Linked DNA regions of Ovis aries: region 2 is linked to region 1. Evidence: chromatin contacts called from public Hi-C data. All regions are on one chromosome and are shown on one strand. Each heading gives the region's core, a stretch centred on a gene start, on an enhancer-like site or on the middle of the called end of the contact. The rest is flanking DNA. Distances are from core to core; before and after follow the strand shown.

What was found. Hi-C and Micro-C count contacts between places; a contact is called where the count stands out from the background.
Region 2: a Hi-C map of skin fibroblasts shows a contact between it and region 1, with 2.3 times the contacts expected there. The contact joins two enhancer-like sites. A contact is called at or near these places in 2 of 16 Hi-C or Micro-C datasets (blood and skin fibroblasts).

The regions. Positions count from the first base shown.
Region 1 is chr21:29,070,812-29,075,295 of ARS-UI_Ramb_v3.0, forward strand. No RefSeq gene overlaps it. Among named protein-coding and RNA genes, the nearest start is that of TRNAR-CCU, 160 kb to the right of the region's middle. Within about 2 kb of position 1,795, at least 8 of the 54 cell types and tissues checked have an H3K27ac peak or open chromatin away from gene starts, as enhancers often do.
Region 2 is chr21:29,276,687-29,281,170 of ARS-UI_Ramb_v3.0, forward strand. ETS1 (ETS proto-oncogene 1, transcription factor) reads right to left here. Exons shown (of 9, transcript XM_060404263.1): 7 at 797-1,057. Among named protein-coding and RNA genes, the nearest start is that of TRNAR-CCU, 45 kb to the left of the region's middle. Within about 2 kb of position 2,210, at least 12 of the 54 cell types and tissues checked have an H3K27ac peak or open chromatin away from gene starts, as enhancers often do.

The DNA.
Region 1 (4,484 bases), core at 545-3,044:
ATAGCAATACCAAGCTGTAAAGTTACAAGAAGGCATTCTTAGCACCCTACAAAGTGACAGGGTTCAAGAGGACCTCTTGTTTCTCAACAGTTCTCACAGACTCTGTAAGATCTCCAGGAAATGAGAGCCCAGTTATTTGGGTTTAAATGACAGCATCTTACATTACAGAATATATGCCCCATGGGTAGTGATTACTGGCTTTCGTGCCAGTGATAGGAAATGCAAGAATAAAGGATCTGTACTTCATATCATTCTTTTTTTTTCTCTTGTTCAAAGGAAATAATATTTTTAGGCACCTTAGATAGCATGAGCCAGTCAGCTGTTCAGCCACCCTGATAACGCCCCATTCCCCCCAAAAAGAATCAAAGCACCTGTTCAAGCAGAAAAACTAGTTCATGAGAATGAACTAAGCTCAAGTTCAATCTAATCTTCATCTACCAAACTGACTCTAGAGGTGAACTTTCCACAGCTCCTTTCCCCTATGTGGGTCACTCTGAGTTCTAAGATGATTTAAGTTGATTAGAGACATAAAGAAACCCAAGACTGGGACTTCCCTGGTGGTCCAGTGAGTAAGACTCTGTCTTCCAGTGGAAAGGGTTCAATCCTTGGTCAGGGAACTAAGATCCCACAAGCTAAGGGGTGTCACCAAAAACTGATTAAAAAAAAAAAAAAGACCACTGTGCAATTCTCTGTCAGTCTCTGAATTTTGACCAAAGAGGAAAATAGTACCTATGATTATAGTTTTAAAAAAATACCATGGTTATTGCTCACAGTCACCAAACAATGTTTTTGAGATCCACAGACTAATATTTAGATCGCTGGGCATCCCCACAGAGAGAAGGAAGGCAGTGAGGCACTGTATAGAGAAATCTGGACAGAGGGTCAGGACAAGGAAGTTCTGGTTCTGACCTTGTCAACCTGTATGACCATAAGCAAGACATTATTTCTCTCAGCCTTCATTATTTTTCATTTAAAATCTGTGGAGCTAGAGCAGAGGTGTCTTATGCTCCTTCCAATTCTATGTAAACTTGGTTCATGGAGACTTCCCATGCATTTGGTTGGCTGCCCCCAACCCCCTGTAGGTGGTGGCACACTAGGGTTGGGTCTCCTGGGCAGAGTATCAGGCTCCACAGTGAAACCTACCCTGTTACTGGCCACCCTTCTTGCTGTTAAGCTCACCTACTCAGTTGGATGGCATCACTGACTCAATGGACATGAGTTTGAGCAAGCTGCAAAAGTTGGTGATGAACAGGGAAGCCTGGCATACTGCAGTCCATGGGGTCACAAAGAGTTGGACACGGCTGAGCGACTGAACTGAACTCAGTTAGACTTGGTCAATTATCTTGCACCTTAGATCTGCTAAACTAAGTCATGATAAGTTGCTTGTCAGTTGGGACAGTGTCCTCTCACCCATAAAAAGACTGAATAGAACTTGACCAGTTCTATTAGTATGGTATGCATCTAGGGATTTCCCTGGTGGTCCAATGGCTGAGAATCTGCCTTCCAATGCAGGGGACATGGGTTTGTTTCCTCGTCTGGGAACTAAGATTCCATATGCTGCAGGGCAACTAAGCCATAGCTACTAAGTCGTTGAACTCAAGAGCCAGTGAGCTGCAAGGAAGACACAGGGCAGCCCCTCAAAAAAAAAAAAAAAATAGTATGCATCTATTTAAGAACTCTCCATGCCTCAAACCAAAAGAATGACTAAAAATTAATAGTAGACATTTGATGAAGCAACACAAAACCGAGGCATTGTCAGATCTGCATCATGAGACATGAAGCCAGCTTTAGAGGTTAGGAGCCTTAAAGGAATTAAGAAATGTTATAGGAAAATCCATTACCTAGAAGCAATTGTTGCCTCACTTTGGGGATCACCTCCGTGAGTCAGACTGATGATTCATTGTGAGGCCAGCTTGTTGCCAATGAGACCATAAACAGATCATTCAACACAGTAACAGAAAGGTTATTTGATGTATACTAAGCTTAGTGAGGGAAGAGGTTCACTCCTTGTCTCCGATTGCGCTTTTTCTCTCTGTATTTCAGTGGTCTCATTAGCCTTTCTTCCCTCAGTGACCCTCCGTAAGCCCCCCACCGGGGAGATGGGGATGACCTCAGTTTCCTCTCCCTCTCCTCTTCGATCTCTTGCTTCCTTTAACAGGCGTGATGCTCCTCCCTCCGTTCTCTTACCTCCTTAGGGTTATGGGAGAAAGGAGGTGGTTCTTGAATGCTTTTCAGTGACACCTAAAAAGAAAAGGAAAGTGAAGTTGCTCAGTCACGTCCAACTCTTTGCGACCCCATGAACTGTAGCCCACCAGGCTCCCCTGTCAATGGACTTTTCCAGGCAAGAGTACTGGAGTAGGTTGCCATTTCCTTCTCCAGGGGATCTTCCCGACCCCAGGATCAAACCTGAGTCTCCCGCATCGCAAGCAGACACTTTACTTTACCTTCTGAACCACCAGGGAAGCCCATGATACCTAAAAGCCAGGTAATAATTTGACAAAGACCAAACAATTTTTACCCCTTTCTTCCATGGACCACCCCAATAGCACTGCCTGTTAGTGTTCTCAGGAGGCTCACATGCTCTGAGAGATGATTGCTCCTCAGTTGCTTAACTCTGCTCAATGTTCTGTGGCGATCCAGATGGGAAGGAAATCCAAAAAAGAGGGCGTATGTGCATACACATGGTTGATTCACTTTGCTGCACAGCAGAATCTAACCCAACATTGTAAACAACTATACTCCAATAGAGTATATAGAAAATATTTATTTTTTATAATTATAAGTGTAATAGATAAAAATATTTATATTTTTATAATATAGCTATAAAAAATAATGTATATATATAGCTATAGGAGCTACCCAGGTGATTCAGTGGTAAAGAATCCGCCTGCCAATGCAGGAGACTCAGGTTCGATCCCTGGGTTGGGAAGACCCCTGGAGAAGGAAATCACAACCCACTCCAGTATTCTTGCCTGGAATGTCCCATGGACAGAGGAGCCTGGTGGGCTACAGTACATGGGGTCACAAAGAGTAGGACATGACTTAGCTACTAAACAACAACAAATCACAGCTCTATAACTACCCATAGATGTATGTGTGTATTCAATACGTATACTTGTGTATGTGTGTCGTCTCTGTATCTATGAGGTCCACTGACTTTTACTTTCACATAAACACCTCAATGCTCTCTGAGTTAGTGTAACCCAGATACTCACCTCCTTTCCATGAGCTTAAAAGGAGGGGAATGCTATATCTGATCAAAGAAATTTAATTTAGGTTGGAATCTTGGCGGAGGGTTGGAAATTATTTCATGAGTTACTGTGTTTCCATTAGAAAACATAGCATTAACCCACTAAATTCTGCTTAAGGTTTTATGTTGAATTCATGTGACACTGAAATTTTGGATGCTATGACAAATTCAGTGTCCTATAGGATGATCAAATGCATCATGAAATCCTCCAATATTCAGAAAAGCACATTACTACAAGTGTTATTGAGTTTATATTAGAAACAGAAAATGTTGGAATAAGGGAAAATGTAGGAATAAGCTCTCTAAACATTAACATCAGTATAAATTTGTTATACTCAGAGAAGTCTATTGTTTTAAACTGAGCTCTTATTGAAGGAAGACAAAGATGGAGGCACACAGAAAAAATAAATTATTCATCCACTGCTCTTTGAATAGCCTGAGACAATGGACATTCCCAATAATCAAAGCTTTATTTTATTTGTTTAGAATACCAAATATTTCTAAACAAAATAGTCACTATATCATTATTTTGCTTTTAATCAAACTGATTTGTGGACACATGCTTGAGGAGAAGTTGACAAGCATCCTCAAAATAAACAGTTCTCCCTGCATGAGAAAACTAGTTAGGAGTCAGAAGGCAATCCACTTGCCAATGCAATCAGAAATAAGTGACCTGAAAAAGCTCATAGAATTCCGTAGAGTCATGATTCCCTGACAATCACCTATCTGTGCTTCTGTGCAGAGCTGTGTCCCAGATTAATAAAAGAATAGTCGGTCATGGATATCCCTGGTGGCTTAGCGGTGAAGAGTCCATCTGCCAGTGCAGGAGACACAGGTTTCCACCTGTGAACTGGGAAGATTCCCACATGTCTCGGAGAAAATAAGCCCATAAAGTCCTTCTTCTTTCAGTGATCGTTGTTATACAACGAAAGACATATTTTTGTACTGCTCACTGGCATGTCTTTAAGGAAACTGTTTCGAATTAAAAATAATCATATTTCCCATTTTCTTTCTCTACTGGATTTTATTCCAAAACCTTTAGCAATCAGATGTGATATCTCTGCCTGAAATTTTAGTTTTGGAAAAAGGTCACAAATATCAGGAAGCTCCCTTTAGGGGAATGATCTGGGGATAATTAACAAGAGAGATATTGAACAAACTCAACATGCCTGTGTACATCACTTTATAAGAAATCTGCATTTTAAAAGTATGCACACCAACAATGAAACAGAGG
Region 2 (4,484 bases), core at 960-3,459, 210 kb after region 1:
AGAATGCCATGGACAGAGGAGCCAGGTGGGCTACAGTCCATGGGTTGCAAAGTGCTGGACTGAAGAGATTGAGCAGGCACAACCTTACAGAAAAGATCTGATCATTAATATATTCTTACTCCTCGCGTAGATCTCAGATACACTCTTCAAACCTTCCCAAGGACAATGAATTCAGATTCTTGGACCAGATTCTCAATCAAAGCCCAAGCTCTCAACATACACCTTCCTTTCTCTATGATCTTTCTTTTGTTCAACATGACTACAAGTTTCACTCCTGGTGGAAAAAAGGTAATAATAAAGCTCAGTGAGAAGATTTCCTCTAGAGGCCAGGATCTAGCCTGAGTGTAGGGTGACTGAGGGCACTTTTCCCATTTCCACTCCTGCCTGATAATGAGTCGATGAGTCCAGGGAGTAGACCCACTCAGTGATGGCTTTCAGCATTGCTGCTGCTGGCTCTGTGTTCAAAGAGCCCTCCAAGAGCAGGTAAGAAGCAGCCCCTTGATGCTAGGCCGGGAAGGCAGAATTTCCAGAAGTACCAGATGGACAGAACTCCCTTCCCCTAGTTACAGATTCAAAATATCAGTTTTCCTGCTACTCTTGGAAAGAATCCCCTGAAACAGAATGATACAATTTGCTTCCAAAACCCTATGGCTATCTGCAGAGTGACCTGAGAGGCTAACCCAACCTCTCAGAGTCTAGTTGTCCCCTAGAAAGGGGGTAACCTTAGGGGCTGGGGACAGCACAGAAGTGTCCAAGGAGCCCACCCCAGAGGGCGGGAGGAGGCCAGGCGTCCTACCTGTGTAGCCGGCCAGGGCCGCAGCAGGAATGACGGGCTTGTCCTTATTGAGGTCAGCGCGGTCACGCACATAGTCCTTGAAGGTGCCCTTGGGCTTGTGGTTGGGCAAGGCGGCTGGATAGTCCTCGGAGTCGAAGCTGTCGTAGGAGGGGACGCGCTGCAGGCTGTTGAAAGACGACTGGCTGCTCCAGGACTGGGTGAGGCGGTCACAGCTGTCGTAGCTCTCTATGCTCTCGAAGGAGTCCTGGCCCCCGAGCTTACCTGGAGGAGGAGGAGGAGGCAGGAGGAGGGCGGGGAGGAGGGATGGGAAGAGACACTGTGAAACCCTCTCGGTGAGGATGTGCAGGAGGGATAGAGAGAGGGAGCGGCCGGCGGGGATGGAGGTGCGTGCATTTGCTCCAGGGAAGAGGGGCTGCCTGGACCCAGCCTGAGAGGCCCCTGCATGGTCCGATCTTGCTCCAGAGACCCTGGGGCCAAGACTCAGAGCCGGGTGTTGCTACTCATCTCTGCCAGGGGGAGACAGCAGTGTTTGGAACAACAAGAATTCCACAACCAGAAACCTACAGGCTGAGAAACACGTCTGTTATGACGAGATTTCTGGCCGATGAGTTAGACCCAATGAGTGGATGAAGAAATCTGAGCTGCATCAGGCTCAACTCACCCTCTACCCTAACTCAAGCCAAGAAGATGATTTCAAAAGGCCCCATTTGGCAAAATATTTTGGTCATAAGAAAAAAAAAATTCCATTACACTAGGAGAGGATTGACCTTCCTTGACCTTGGAACTAAAACACTATTTTTTAGCCTTTTTTCCAAACACTCTTTGAAATGTACATCGTACCGCCTCTATGCCTTCTCAAATAGAAAAAGAAGCCATGAGATGTTTTTTTTTTTTTTTGCCAGGAGGTTAAAAAAGAAAACATTATCATTCTTCTAAATAGAAATCCATATTCTTTACCAAGCACTATCTGTACTTGAAATTTGCGCTTTATTAGGGAAACGAAGGCAATTAAAAAAAAAACAAAGAAGTTGATTAAAGAGTTAAGGTCCGTAGCAATAGCAGAAATCCTTTACTCTGTGAGTTGCTTAAGGCATTCTTAACTGACCACAAGATCATGCAAGTTCATTAATTTTCCAAACCAGGTTATAAACAGCTGCTATGATTGCACAATAGCTCCTAGAGAAATTTCCATTGGCAAAAAATGCCATTTAAAAGGAGGCTGAAAACGGGGGGTGGGGGAGGGGACAGAACCAAATGCAGCTAACTGCTGAAAAGGCTCACAGGAATACTTCTTATGTTTTATTTCCAGATACTTTCCAGGCAACCTCAATTAAATCACGGGAGATTAAATGGCTGATTGAGTCCAGCAAAGTCAAGAGGCCAGAGACTGTGACAGACGTGCAGGCAGAAATACCTGCGAGTCAAGCCTGGCCGGCCTACTCTGACGTCTAAATCCCAGAGGAAAGTTGGTATATACAAAGTAACGCTAGTGAGTTTCTGGTGTATCCTCCCCTTCACAACAGAGGAAATTCGTTAAGACAATGAAATTCAAATATTTAATGTTGGTGTCCAAACCAACATTAAATATACAGTAATTAGGAAGGAAGATATATCGCTTCCAAAAAAGATTTTTAACCCCAGATAAAAGAAGTTAAATATGTAATTTCTGCATTATCTACTCTTGTAAATTTCCTGAGCCTCTTATCCCTTCCAACACTGCTTGGAACAAAAATACAGTTAGTTATCTGCTTCGTCTCATTCGTTCTTCCAACCACTCATTCAAAGAACAGCAATCCCCAGAAAGCCTTGGAGCTGTCGGCCCCATCTGCCAAGTCCACGGTCACATTTGCAACTTTTTATTATTATCATTATTACCATCTAGTTAATACTCTGTAACGACCTACATGGGAAAAGAATAAGAGTGGATATATGTATATATAAACTGATTCTCTTTGCTGTACACCTGCAACTCACACAACATTATAAAACACTACACTCCCCAAAATGTTGTAAATAAAAAAACTTTAAAAAGAAGGGACTGTCCCTTCCAGAAATTCACATTAAAAGTCTCAAGAAAACAGACCCCAACCAAGAACGCAGCAGCCTCTTTTCAACAGAACAGGAAATTTTGTGGCCTCCCATAAAAAGGTGTTTGCCCATTCCAGCTGTCCATCTTAAACATACCAAAAGCCTAAGAAAGAGTTTATATTTTCATGAGGACACCCCAACAAGTCCCTTGCATTTACACTCAGAAGTCCCTGAGATGATTCCGTCAGTCATTTTTATACTGGGAGGGCGTGGAGACTGGAATTTCCACTCGCTGGACAGCTGAGGTTCCAAGGAACCCCAGTAAGCAGGGACACTGAACGAGGCTATAACCGCCCCCTGGCAGCCTCTCAAACATAAGCCAAATGCAACTCTGTTGAGAGCTGTGGTTTATAGCAGGAGGCTGCTTTCATTTCAGCTCTCTTTCACAATCCTAGAGCTGGGAACCTTCATTTACGGGTATTTTTCTCCCAAAATGGGTTGGTTCCAACTAGATGAGTCGCTCAGTTAGGCTACTGTGTTCAGGGGCGGGGAAGCTCATGTCCTCTAAGACATCCATCGACTGGCTTTCCTGAGAAACATCTTGGCGAGGTCCTTGCAAAGCTCCCTGACCCCACCACACAGACCTCAGGGCACCCAAAGCAAGAGGTGGGGGAGCCCCATGGCAGCCCACTCAACAGACCAGCACAAAGAAGACAGCTCTCTGAGTCCAAGGAAGTGGAATAGAAACACACTGTCTACCCTAATGCAGTCTGGGAACACTGCGATTATTGTTCATCATCTTCAACTAACAGTGATGCTTTCAGTCTACCCCAACCCTGCCATGGCAGAGTCAATCACCCCACTGGAATACGTCCTGTTTGCAGCACTTCTCACTCGTAAAAAAGCAACCGTGAACAAAACAGTCTGCCCCCAAGTTTGTGTGGTGAGATGCTTGGTGTGAGCAAAGGAGAACGAGGCCAGAGAGCAAGCCTTCCTGTTTCTCTGCGCAGTTCACCGTGTGGCCCACCATCATTCTTCTGGGGTCGCAGGAACCAAGAGAAGGAGAGGGAAGAGGCCAGTTACACAAAGCAAAGCCAGACGCAAGTGGAAAACAAACGGCAACAGTCCTGCCCGAAGTGACAGCACACTGGGCCCCCCCAACACACACACACACACACGCACGCACGAGCGTGCACAGCCTCACTGCACACTCACAGAAAACCCCGTGAGAAAGACAGGCGTTCTGTTGCTGTGACCCGCCTGAGAAAAAAGGTACACATGTGAGTGTAAGTATTTAAATAGACCTGCATCCAAAAATAAAGAAGGGGAAGGTAACGCTGGTCCCACCCATCCCCTTCTGTCTGAAACACAAACACCCCGTGGCCCCAAGGAGGCAGATTACAGGCTCCGATTCTGCTGGGACTTTCCCTCCGCAGGCCTGCTGGGAGGAAGTGGGAGCCTGGACACTCGAAGGAGCTGACAGTGTGAGGCCCACGAGGCCATGGCCTCAGGACAGAGAGCGGGGTCAGCACTGAGCAGACATCACTGCGAGGCCAGCCACTTGGAAAGACTCCCTCCTGCTCTTTTCCTGTCTGTAACTCTTTCCAGTTTATCCATCAGAAGAGTCAAGCTAGTTCTCCTGTTGAGTGATCTGCAGCAT